Regions from separate parts of the Gossypium hirsutum genome. Here regions 1 and 3 are each linked to region 2. The links are chromatin contacts, called in public Hi-C maps. All regions are on one chromosome and are shown on one strand. Each heading gives the region's core, a stretch centred on a gene start, on an enhancer-like site or on the middle of the called end of the contact. The rest is flanking DNA. Distances are from core to core; before and after follow the strand shown. Region 1 holds the start of LOC107951864 (bidirectional sugar transporter SWEET1). Region 2 holds the start of LOC107951765 (transcriptional corepressor SEUSS). Region 3 holds the start of LOC107951863 (ubiquitin carboxyl-terminal hydrolase 2).

Region 1 (4,239 bases), core at 1,097-3,596, 590 kb before region 2:
TTTGCGTAGCTAGAGTTGTTATCTACAAGGGTAGAAGGTTATAGAATTCAAATTTAGAGACGCACATCTTCCGATAATAAAATCTTGAGAGACTAATGAATACTTGAAAAGAGAACTTTTAAATTGGGAGTTCGAAATAATTCGGTGTGATTAAAAAAATCAAAATAAAAGATGAATTGACCAGTCCTGACATAAATTGAGTAACCATTTTTAATCCTAAAAACGCAAAAATAAATCATTGCAAAATGAAATGAAATTGAGGGAAGAAAATGATGGAAGTTAAATATGCAATTTATAAGATTATGCATTTTTAACATTTTCATTTTTAAATTTCATTTTTATTTTTCAATTCTAACTGAAAATAAAAGGAAATAAAATAATTTTCTTTACATTTTAACACACCAATGAATTTATCAATCTATTTTTCTCATTATGTTGCTTATTTTTTAATTGAATTAATTACATCAGGCATTTTTAAACTATGAACTTTATTCTAAACTAGTTTTTAAATTTCATAACATTTTAATTACATTCTCAAACTATCAATATTATACCAATTAAGTAGTTCCGTTGCTAAAATTATTAATTTAATTGTTAAATGATACATTAACTATATGATATAAAAATGAAAATGTTAAAGAAAAGTGAATATTATTAAAATAGATGCCAAAATCTTGTTTTGATATTTTAAAAGCTTTTACATATGCTTTATCATTCACTCTCTCTTTTTTAATTTTTACTTTAAAAAGTTATGTTTCAATGTTATTTTTTTAAAAAAAATATTTTAAATTTAGCTATATAAAATTTGACTTGTCATTTAACGATTTTAATAAAAAAATTGATTCATGTAATCTTAATAATTTAATATTTAATTAAAATGAAAAATAATTCATAACGAAGGCATAATTTAAAAATGACTATAGCAATAAACTCTTTCAATTTTCTTTTCACTGTTAGAAGCAAACCCTAAGAGCTTCTTCCTTAATATAGAGAGAAAGGCTGATGGGTGAAATGCATGTAGCTCCAAATTTAGATTGGATGTGATAAAATATTGTTATCCATTTCATCTAACATTAATGATGCATGCGAAAGTGGGTCCTTAACTCCTAAGTAGATGTCATGACTGACTGTTGCTTGCACCCGATCCACTAATGACTCACTGTTGCATTTGATGCTAAGGAGATTACTTAATTTCTTAACACCACTAATTAATCCCCTGTGTCTTGCTTTCAGCCATGGTTGTTTTCACGCAACTTCTGTCTCGTCTTTCCTCTCTTTTATATTTGTCTTTTTAATTAAATTATGTCATAGATTTTTGTGTTTTTTTATAGTTTTGAAATTTAATTTCTATTTTTTTATTTTAAAAAATTAATTCTTTATTTTTATGCTTTAAAATTTAAATCTAATAGTTAATATTATTAAATTAAATATATTAAAATATGTTTGAGTAGTATTTTGAAATTAAAAGATTACTTGCATAATAGTCATATGTAACAGATATATATATTGTAATGAACTTAAAATTAATAAAATAATTTTAACAGTGTCAACAGTTAAAATTTAAAATTTAAAATTTAAAAGATAAAAGATAAAAAACAAAATTTATAAAAATAAAAATATAATAACTAAATTTCAATTTTACAAATAGTACTCAACTTATAATTCTCTTGCATAATAAATTTCTTTATTTTTTGTGAAACTAAAATTTTTTAGGCATTTTCATATTTACTAGTTAGACATCCAACTAAATCTAGAATTAAACTAGATTGAATAGTATTATTTTCGCTGTCTATAAAACTTCATTTAAAATATATCGAATTATTTATCACAACTAACAAGCATCTGTTAACTTGAAGTTGAATTTATAAAATTGAATTAAGATATAAATATATAAGGGATTGGAGTTGATGAAAAAAATAAAATGTGGATCCTGAATTTTACTGCGGAGGCCTATTAAATACCGCCTCCAAATACCATTTCATTTTCTTCGTAAAATTTATACCGATCCTCGTGAGATGATTTCCCTCTGGTAACACATAAATTGAACACTTGAGCTTACTCTTACTTGCAAAGAAAATGTTCGAAATGCGTGATTTATTTTGAAAAAAAAAAACAATTTAACCAACCCTAAGAAGAAAATGAAGGAATGTTAGTTAAAAAACAAAGCAATCCCAATATTTAGGAAATGAATTAATGTATATATAAAAAAACACCAAAATCCAGAAAGGGCAATGGGATTGGGGGATTAAATATTTAACGTTCTACGCCTTGAGATAATCCGTCCAATATCACTTTCAAAACAACCCCCCAAGTTTTGTATATCAGTTTTTACCTCAAATTCACAAGTATAAGAAGGAAGCAAGAAATGGACGCTTCTCCTTACTCAAGATCCAGTGGATAAGAACAAAACACATATTTCACTGTTTTGCACTCATTTTTCAACACATTTCTTTTTAATCCCTTCCTATTTTTTTCTTTTTCTATATAAACACCCTTGCTTCTTGTTTGCTCCGCTCTTCTCCTTGTCATTTGTAAAATACACCTCTACTACTTCATTTGTTCCCCGCCCCCCCCAACCCACCCCAGACTTCATTTGGTTTAGGATCCAGTTTGATAACACAATGGAAGTTTTGCATTTCATTTTTGGTGTTTTTGGTGGGTTTTCTTTCTTTTTTCTTTTTAAAAAACTTCCTTCCATCAAACTTTCTTATGAAAATGTATTCTCTGGTTTATGTTAATGTTTTTTCTTTTTCTATAGGGAATGCCACTGCTTTGTTCCTCTTCTTGGCTCCAACGTATGTAAAATAAAGCCACTGCTCTCACCTTCTCTGAAAACGAAAAAGAACAAAGCATAAGGAAAAAGATTAATCTTTTCTGTGTTTTTTATTCTTGCAACTTTAAATATAAAAACTCCATTCAAACAAGCTCTTCTTCATCAATGAAAGAACAAGTTTTCCTTTCTTTTTTTCTCTCTCTGTATCTTATGTAATAAACAAAGACAAAAATTTCCCAGTTTTTGGTTTTCATAAATACGGTTGAAACACTAAAAATCTTCTTGTTTCTTTCCCAAAGAAAGAAAGAAAGCTTTGGTTTTTCTTAATGTAATTCTCTTAAATTTCTTCTCTTTTCCTTTTCAGCAAAAATGGCTACAATTTTTTTTTCCTTCTCTATACATTTTGGGAATGATGTATTGGTTTCACCTCTTTATTAATATTTTTGTCCAAAAAGGGTAATTAGGAACAAAAACTATGAAAGAAAAAAAAAAGATTGTCAGCTACCATTCAAAGATTAATTATGAAAATTTGTGTTATGTTTTAACATTTTGAAGGATAACATTTACGAGGATCATTAGAAGTAAGTCTACAGAGCAATTCTCGGGAATACCCTATGTCATGACCTTGCTCAACTGTCTCCTCTCTGCTTGGTGAGCCTTTCTCTTTCATTTACAAGTTTCAACTACCCTAATTACCTTTTTACCCTTTTAATTAACTGCTCAAGATATACACTGATTTTAAGTTCAATTATATAAAATATATATATATATATGTTGGCACAAATTAAAATGTTTGTTTTTAAAATCCATTCAGTCTCTTAAAAAATTGTTTGTCTTTACTTTTCGCGGCTTGACATGAGCTCAATGGGATGGTCCGGTTCCAGACATAATGGTCCAAAATTTCTTTAGCTTATTCATATTATACTCTGCCCTGATTTTATCAAATGTTTAACTTTTCAAGAATTTATCGGATATTAACCTTTGGGGTTTCCCTTTTTAAATATTTCTTTGATCCTCCTATTTCTAGATCATGTCAAATTGTTTCGCACTTGTAATTCTCAAGGAGACAAAAACAATGTCTAAAACAACAAATGCATGGACAACCAAACCTTGTTCAACTTGTTTTTTTAATTTTTATCTCATTACCAAGAGAAGTTTTCTTTTCTTAGTAGCTTTTATAGCAAAACCTTGATTTTTAACATATTCTGTAATTTATTTTTGGCAATTCCTTAGGTATGGGCTTCCCTTTGTATCAAAAAACAACCTTCTGGTTTCAACAATCAATGGCACCGGTGCAGGCATCGAGACCATTTATGTGCTGGTCTTCATCTTCTACGCACCAAAAACGGAGAAAGCTAGAATCCTTGGGCTCTTCGCTTGTGTACTCACCGTTTTCTCTGCTGTTGCCCTCATCTCCCTCTTTGCCCTCCATGGTAATGGCAGAAAACTCTTTTGTGGCCTTGCTG
Region 2 (4,564 bases), core at 1,102-3,601:
GGTCTTTATATTTTAGGAGGTGATTGGTGTACATGGCCTTAATGAGCTACATGGTCTGGATACACGACCGTGTGGCTCCAGTTTACATGGCCTTAGTTTATTACATGGTCTAAGAACACGAACGTATGACTTTAAGTTGAAATTTTGCATTTAGGTCCACATGACTTCAATTGGTTACACGGTTGTGTGACATTCTTTTACACTAGTTCAGTTAGTGGCAAAATTTGGTGACACGATCATTTGACTTAGTCACACACAGCCTAAGCATGTATTATTGAATGTTTTCAATTAAGTTCTTATTTGATTTCTAATTGATTTGAGAGATGTCGCAAGCTCGTTTGAGACTTAGTTTTAGATGTAAATTATATTATATTTAGAATATCAAATGTTTCATTGTAAATTGAATATTAAGCTAAAATCGTAGGTGATAATTGTTGTTAACTGTTGTAGCCTCCTATAGCTCAAGTTCGACGACTGGACCAGGTGTAGGGTGTTACAGCCGCCATCTCTCGAAGCAAAAACCATCACCAACCATTAGTCCATCTTCTCAACCGCACTTTCACTAACTCCCTATTACAGCCGTCCTGCCCTACCTCTGTCGCACAAAGCTGTCACCATCTTCTCACGGTTTCACTTAACCTATCGTTGACTAGCTTGTGTAATTGTTTGAGGTAAATTACAATTTACTAGTGTTGTTTTTTTTTTATGGCCATCTGTTTGAGTATAGACTTGCACACAAACTGTTTGCAAAAAAGCTGAATTTACCATGTCTCTAAGAGTAAGAGAAAAGTCATGTTGTTCAATCCATCAATTTTCAAGCCTAATTCCATAATGATGAAGCAAGTGAGAGATCTGATTCTGTTTTCAAGAATCAACCCAAGAATCAACCCATGCTCTCAGATAAAGGGTTTATGTTGACGAGTAATGACAGTGCTGTAATCTCGCCACTTATTCAGAAAATAGTAAACGAGCTAAAATAAAAAACAATTCTTCTAGCTCCTTCATGTCATTGTGATTAAACTTGTGTTAGTGTATATTGCTTATTATTCTGTGTTAACATTCTCATTTGTCTTGCATACTTAGTAATCTTAATTAAGTTAATTAGTTAACTCAATTCACTTTTAATTATTTCAATCACCAAGTTGTTAATTGATAGTTTCACAATTTTTGCTTTACTTATATAATCTCTATGGAGACGATAACTCTATACTTACTACTTTATTACTTGTTGACAATTGTGTACACTTACAAATTGTTCAATAATCTCATGATAAAACCTAGTAATCTATATTACTAAAATTGAAATCAATCTTCATTTCTTCTTTTATAGTTCAATTTTGATTCCAAAACCCGAAAATCGTTCACCTATTCTATTTTGTATCTATTCATAAATATGCATGATAGGTTCTTTTCTTTCTTCTTTGCTGTAACATTGTTCTTAGGTTGGATTTTTAGTGGGGTATATTTTGCAGTCCTCGGGAAAAGATCAAATGAGTTAACTATTTTTTTTCCTTTTTCCTAATATTTTTTTTTTGTTTTTAAGGAGTTGGGTATAATTAATAGTATAGAAGAGAGGGTGATTTGTACCTTCAAATTGCAATTTGAGCACTTATTTACTATGATTGGTTTGTTTTTTGAATTTTATATTATTGGCAATTTGACATCTTTCGTGACTAGTCTGTTTTCAGCATTACTTTTCATTTGAAAGTTTTTATAAAAATGCTAAGGCTTCAATGTTTTAACACCACCATTAATGAAGTTATGTTGGTTGAGAATAGAAGCTACTAAAGAAGCATTTGGTGGGTGTAGTGGTAGAAAATGAAGACTAAAAATATTAGAAAAACTTGAAAGGGTGAATTTGAAGAAGTGATTACATATTTGATTTACTTAGTCGAATTAGAGTTAAAATCAGTTGCCCTTCTATTTATATGAAATTGATTCAAATCAAAATTAAAGTATTTGACATAAACCAATATGAAGAAATTGAAGGTGAAATGGGTTTTAAGAAATTTTTTTTTTTTGAAAAAAATAGCCATAAACTTGACATCATTTGATTAGTGCAATTTTTTTAAACATCCATCTAATGAATGTGGATTAAAATCTATAACGTTAGCATATATTAGATATCTAATTGAAATAAAAAAATATAAATACTAAAAAGAAAATTTAAAAGTTAAAGTGTGAATTAAACCTTATTATTAAAACACACAAAATAGAACTCAAAATCAATGTGTCACTTTAATAACATTCCATCATCCTCATGATGGATGTATGTAATCATGTATGCATGCATATGCTACCATCACCGTACCATGGAAACAAAAAGAAAAAGGAACCCGCAAAAACAAGCGAAGGGAAAGAGTTACATTTGACTTGATTTCACCAAAAATAAAAAAGAATTCAATCAAATTGAATACAAATTTGACGTCCGCAAGGGCAAAGCAAAATCTCTTATTCTTTCTCTCTCTAAAATCTTTTCTCTTTCTTTTTTTTTTCCTTCGAGTTCTCTCTCTAGATACAGCGAGGAAGAACAGGGCACGTACTGAAACAAGAAATATAAATTATTAAGTGAAATATATAAAAAAAACAGAAGCTGAGAAGAGAATAAGAAGAATATTTGATTGAAGAGGAGAGGAAAGAAAGTTTTTCTTTTCCCTTCTTTTTTGTGTAGTGAGGGGTATAAAGATATTTTATTGGTCCGGTTTATCGAAGCAAAAAACTAGAAGAATCGAAGAGAAAGAGAGTTAAGAAATTTGGGGTTTTTTGGGTTCTTGTTTTGATTGAAATCAAAGCTTTGTAGATTTGAGTAACTCTCTTTTTCTTTTGTTTCTCCTTTGACTCTGTACCTGTTGGGATTTTCTTAAAACTCTGGTGAGTCTTCTATGAAGTCTTTTCTAGTCTTAACCCTTTTTTTATTTTCTTGTTTAGCTTGAATACCCATTTTCTGGTTTGCTCGTTCAATGTTTAGGATCAACGATTTTTGGTGTTCAGGTGCGATCGAGATGGTTTTATTTGGTTAGAATTGTTTTGTTTAGTGTAGTAAAATTGCAATTTTGAGTTTTTCTGTACGGTATGTATTTGGGGGTTTTTCTGGGTTTTCTTTAATTTTAACTAAATTTTTGTTGGATTTAATGACCATTTCTGAGTTCTTGAGATTTGGGTTTGCTTTTTAGATTTGATTGGAGTTTAATTGATGAGTTCTTTGGTGAAAGTTTTACTTCTTTTTATGTTTTTAAAAATATTCGCTAGGATATATGTTGTAGTGGATCTGAAAATTCTGTTTTTTTTTTGTATAGGGATTCATGCGAAAGCCATTCCATTGCTGCTTTGAAGAGATTGAAAATCTAAACTCCTTGCTTGGCTTCGGTTTTCAGAGCTATATGTTCAGGAACAGAACTTACTCTTTCTTATTTGGGTACAATGAAGAGCATGAAGCTAAAAGCAAGCAGCCAAGTTGGGGATAAACTGCTGATTGCCTTGAGCTATACAACTGAATATTTGTGCTTTTCTTTGTCATTGTAGTTTACTTAATATTCATGTTGTTTTAGGTAGTGGCTGCAGTTTTATGAGTGAGTATTAGATAAGTTAAGTATGGTACCATCGGGGTCTTCTACTCCTATAGGTGGTGTGCACTCTGTTACGCCTTCTCTTTTGCGGTCGAGTTCTGGGATGCTAGGAGCCCAAGGGGGTAGCCTTCCTTCTCAAACTGGCTACCCTTCATTAGTGTCGCCTCGCACTCAGTTTGGTAATATGAATATGCTTGGCAATGTGCCAAATGTGTCTTCCCTTCTTAGTCAGTCCTTCGGGAATGGGGTTCCAAACCCTCAGCTTTCTGGTCCGGGGAGTAGCCAGCGTGGAGGAATTGACTCAGGGGCTGAATCTGATCCACTTTCAAATGTAGGTAATGGGATGGGGTTTAATGCTCCCTCATCATCGTTTGTTCCATCAAACATGGCAAACCCTGGTTCATCCGGTCAAGTTCAAGGTCAGCAATTTCCAAACATTTCTGGTAACCATATGTTACCGGACCAGCAGCACTCCCTACACCTCGAATCACCACATTTCCAACATGGTCAACAAGCATTGCAACAGTTCTCTGCTCCTCAAAACACCCAGCAAGGACAACAGCAGCAGCAGTTTCAGTCTATTAGAGGAGGGTTGGCTGGTGTTGGTGGGGCGGTCAAATTGGAGCCACAAGTGACTAATGATCAGCTTGGCCAGCAGCAACATCAACAGCAACAACAGTTGCAATCACTAAGGAAGCTTGCTCCTGTGAAATTGGAACCACAACAAATACCACCCATGAGAACTTTGGCACAGGTAAAAATGGAACCCTCACATTCAGATCAGTCCTTGTTTTTGCACCAACAACAACAGGAGCCGCAGCAACAACAACAACAGCAACAGCAGTTACTCCACATGTCGAGGCAGCCCTCACCAGCCCAAATTAATCTTTTGCATCAGCAAAGGCTGTTGCAGCTACAACAACACCAACAGCAACTTTTAAAAGCAATGCCTCAACAAAGGTCTCAATTGCCACAGCAGTTTCAACAGCAGAATTTGC
Region 3 (4,486 bases), core at 1,241-3,740, 550 kb after region 2:
AAAAGTTGTAACCATGCATCAGTAGCAACCTTTTTGTCGATTCTTTCTTTAATATTTCTTTCCACTATGCGTCCCCTCTCCCAGGTAAACCATGTCCCAAAAAATCCAATGTCTCCCAATTGACATTCTTTTAAAGTTCTACAAAATACCTCCATTCTAGCCTCCTCCCTTAACAACCTTCATTGGTTTTCATATGTAAAGAGAATATAATTGAAGTCACCACCAACTAGCCATGGTAGCCTATCATTTCTCCCCAAACATCGAAGTAAGTCCCACATCACTAATTTATCCCTTCTATCTGGTGCCCCATAAAACCCGTAAACCTCTATCGTGGACTTTCCTTCGCTTCTTGAATTTTAACATCGATATGATTTTTTAAGAGGCTTCTAAGAGTAACTAAATGTCCATCATTCTATCCTATGCTTAAACCCATTAGCAGGAATGTTAACATCGTTAAAAAAACCACACCGTCTCCTAACGTTCTCTATTATGTTTGCATTTAGTTTTGTCTCCATAAAGAAGACAATTGGGGGATGATAAATTTTCAGCATATGCTGAAGTCTTCTAACTGCTCACGGACTCCCCAATCCACGAACATTCCAGCAAAATATATTCATTTCTTTCGGCCGGCATACCCACTGGCAGTTGCCGATATTTGTTGAGAATGAGCTGAATGCCCATCAATAATCTCTAACGAATCCTGGACAGTAGAAACGTTAGAGATCAAAGAATCAAACCTTTGTCTCTTTTTCCCTTCCTCATTGAAAATTGGATCATCTTCTAAGTCACAATCTATAATCATCAAATCCAGCATATTAGAAAGGCCTACTACAACCGGATCTTTCCTTAATTCATCACCATTCGAATTAAACCCTATAAGTTGACTTTTGCTTACCACCAAATCTTTCCCAACATTGTGGCGTGATTTTCGCCCCTTTTGTTGACCAATCAAATCATTTGTAAATTTGGTGCCTTCCAAATTGATTCCAAGAATTGTATTAACATTAGCCCACAATTTTCTCCTCTGGTTTTGCCTTGAATTTTGGCCAAGTTGCTACCCAAACATGTCTTTCCAAAAAAATTATCCTCTCCCTCCCCCCTTAGCCATATGTTGTTTACTGTAGTAGTCTTCCGTGGCTGAGCCCGTAACGACAAGTCCCAACCCATTTCCATTTCCTGCATCCCATATTTTAATCTCATTGGGCTGAAATTGTCTCCATGGCCTAGGCAGCCACATAAGAAATAAAACAAAGTTAATTTTTCATATTTGAACTTTGTATAAGTAAAATTTGAGCCAGAGATCATAATTTTCTTTCTTCTTTTCAGAGGCTTTTGGGCATCGATCTAGACTCGAATGCGTAGATAATTTTCGTAGCCGTTGGATAACTGCTTCATATCATATTCCAGATATTTGCCAATGAAATTTCCAAATTACACCGCCATGGAATCTCTGAAAAGCCCCGGTGGCAAATCATGAATCTGAACCCACCAGTCTGAGTACACCAATGGAATAGACATCAGATCTTCATTCTCCTAAATCCTATGGATAATCAACAGGTGATTATTGAAAGTCCAGAAAGCGCCTGTAATTACTCGATTAATATCCAATTCGTTAAAAAATTTGAATAGAAAACGTTTTTCACCCAAATCCGATATTTGCACACCCTTCAAAGGGTGCCAAATATTTGTCATCGTATTTCTCATGTCTGGGAAATTGACTACACTAACAGTTAGAAAGCATCCCATCAAGCAAAAACTACATGCTGAGCTCTGTGATTCAACATCATCTAGAATAGAAAAAGCTTCTTCTTCTCCATCCTCTAAACTCAGATTCGCTAATCCTCATTCCATCACTTTCCCGCAGCAAAGATAAGCTACTTTCCACGAAACAGAATAACAAATACGAAGAGTAAAGAAGCATAAAGAAAAACACAATTGAAAGGAAAAAAAACGTACCAGTCGGCAGATAAAGACGTGCCAGAAGGCAAAATTATTCTTTCTAGTAGGATTGAAATTTTAAAATGTGAATAAAAAATATAGAAACTAAAAATAACCAAATTAAAGTAATAAATTAAATCCACAACTTTCATAAATTATAAGGACTAATAACAAATTTTAACAAAATAAAATAAAATTTAACCTTTTAAATTAATCTAAACTGAACCCATTTTTAAATTTAATTGAATAAACAACTCTCAAATTATACTCTCTTTTAGTTAACTATCTAAATTTTTTTTGGTCAAACTAGATACCTAATAAAACTTTTTTTTTTAGCTGTTGTGAATAAAAGGGAGAGAAAGTAATATGAGAGATAAAATAAGATCAAGATAGACGGGGAGAGAGAAAAAGAGACTGGAGAAGAGAAGTATGATATTGAATAATTATTTAATTTAATATTAAATTTAAAATTTTTATGTTATTAAAATGATTAAAGGGTTCTTTTAATAGAAATAAGAGTAGGGATTATAATAGTTACAAAATTATAATTTAAGTATTTGATTTGATAAAACAAAAATTAAATACCTAACTAACGAAGGCGATATAATTCGAGGGATTCTTATTCGGTTAAGCCTTTTTCTCTTTTTAAAGAGAATAAAACTGAAAAAAAAAAAGCAGGTTCGGACAGAAAACCCGACCCATGAGCACTCTTCCTTTAAGTTTGAGATGGACGGAGTGCCTAGTACTTGAAGTTGGAACCAACGGTTGAGATTCATTTGATAGATTAGAAAGCGCAGTGCTTAAAAGCTCACAGCTGAAGTAGCCCTACGAAGCCTTTTAGCCATTAGGGTTGAGGAAGAAGAAAGACCTCAGCCAGGAACGAACCTCTCTTTCTTTTCTGACAGACTTGGTGAGTTTTGGGTATTTCTTATATATTATGTTAGGCTGTTTCGCCTTTTTTTAAAAAATTACCTTTTTGTTTGTGGCAGCTGCTAAATTCTAATCATGTCTTGGTGCACAATTGAATCGGATCCAGGTTTTGCCTCTCTCTCTCTCTCTCATATTTTCGAACATTAAGTTTGTGTATTTGTTTGGAATTACTCTTAAATTATAAGCTGAACAACTTTCTTATTCATTTAATTTGTTGATGAGTTTCTTTTCTTCTTAAGAAAATTGTGTACTTATCTTAGAGGAAAGTTTTCTTCAATTTTTTCTTATTTTGTCTCTGGTTACAGTTTCATATTCTCTGAATTGGGGGTGGGGGTGGGGATGAATTAATATAGTTGAGATATTCATTTAAATTTTTATCAAAACATAAGGATGTTGCGGATTTCATTGTAATTCAATCTCTTTGTGTGAATGTGTTTTTTTTATAGTGCCATTGGAGGGTGGTTTGGGTAAATATTTTGTTAACGATCCCGACGCCTCACGCTTGCAGAGAACAATCATAAGCTTGATTGTTATCTGGTTATTTCTCACATGTTAGATTATTGAATCACTGTGTGCAATTCCTTAGAGGCTTATGATCTTGAAAATACAGCATAGTATATGCATGTTATACCTGGTGGAATTTAAAATAATAATAAAAAGAACATTGATGTTTTGTTCATGATAGTGCTAGAAACAATCTCCGCTTTTTAAAGATTCTATAATAAGATAGATTGAAGCCTTAATTGTTGCCAATAATTAGAGGTAGAACTTACATTTTCCTAAGGTTTATCTTTAATCCTGAGGAAATTTTTTGCCCCTTCATTGGTCGTATAACCCTGTGATGTCAAGTTGTGTGCCTAGGCGCCTAGGTGTGGTGAAAAGAAAAGAAAAAAAAATGCTTCAGAGCCTTCTAGATGAGGCGACTTCAAACAGGCAAGTGCCTTTTGTACTTTGTTGTGTCTTCTGTTCCAGTCCAAGGAGTTCGAAAGGCTAGCTTCAGTTAATTTTTCAATTTCCCTTTTTTTTTTTTTGAGTTAAAATGCCACATTTGCTCTTTTTCTTTTTCATTATTATAAACTCAGTCACCGATTTGATTAGGTTAAAGCATACAATCAAATATCTCCCTTTTTTTCCCTTCTTGTAATTCTTTTCTTCCTCTTATAAAGCATATTTATTTGTTAAAAAACAGAGAAGTTGCTCTGTTTTAGTTTTCAAAAACAGACCAACATCCACTCTTTCTCTGCTTTAAACTTCTCGCTGTAATTTATTTATTTATCGTTTAATCACATTTGTAATCTGCCTCCTCCTTTGTCATGGAAGTTTGTGTCAGCCACCTTGTGTGTTTGAAAACTGTAATTCGACACTTGAAGAAGGCAGAAGCTGAAATTTGTTGGATGCTTGGACCTGATATGGTTTGCAAAAGAAGTAATAAATAGAAGAAAACCAAGCCAAGCAAATACTATGGAACTTGCCCTTAATTTTATTTCAAGGATAATGATTCAAAAGATCATATATGGAAGTGAAGGAAATTTAGAGCTATTGTCAATTTTTAATTACATATCTTGTTTTATTTTGTAATAAATTAGTGAATGAATTATCCGACTTGAGCAATAACTTG

The links. Hi-C and Micro-C count contacts between places; a contact is called where the count stands out from the background.
Region 1: a Hi-C map of leaf shows a contact between it and region 2, with 2.6 times the contacts expected there. The contact joins the promoter of LOC107951864 here to the promoter of LOC107951765 in region 2. A contact is called at or near these places in 2 of 34 Hi-C or Micro-C datasets (both in leaf).
Region 3: a Hi-C map of leaf shows a contact between it and region 2, with 2.3 times the contacts expected there. The contact joins the promoter of LOC107951863 here to the promoter of LOC107951765 in region 2. A contact is called at or near these places in 6 of 34 Hi-C or Micro-C datasets (callus and leaf).

The regions. Positions count from the first base shown.
Region 1 is chrA02:92,257,055-92,261,293 of Gossypium_hirsutum_v2.1, reverse strand. It overlaps LOC107951864 (bidirectional sugar transporter SWEET1), which reads left to right and starts at 2,346. Exons shown (of 6, transcript XM_016887025.2): 1 at 2,346-2,655; 2 at 2,759-2,795; 3 at 3,329-3,424; 4 at 4,007-4,239. The coding sequence starts at 2,622.
Region 2 is chrA02:91,669,454-91,674,017 of Gossypium_hirsutum_v2.1, reverse strand. It overlaps LOC107951765 (transcriptional corepressor SEUSS), which reads left to right and starts at 2,351. Exons shown (of 10, transcript XM_016886904.2): 1 at 2,351-2,871; 2 at 3,297-4,564. The coding sequence starts at 3,592.
Region 3 is chrA02:91,115,832-91,120,317 of Gossypium_hirsutum_v2.1, reverse strand. It overlaps LOC107951863 (ubiquitin carboxyl-terminal hydrolase 2), which reads left to right and starts at 2,490. Exons shown (of 6, transcript XM_016887024.2): 1 at 2,490-2,848; 2 at 2,928-2,974. The coding sequence starts at 2,944.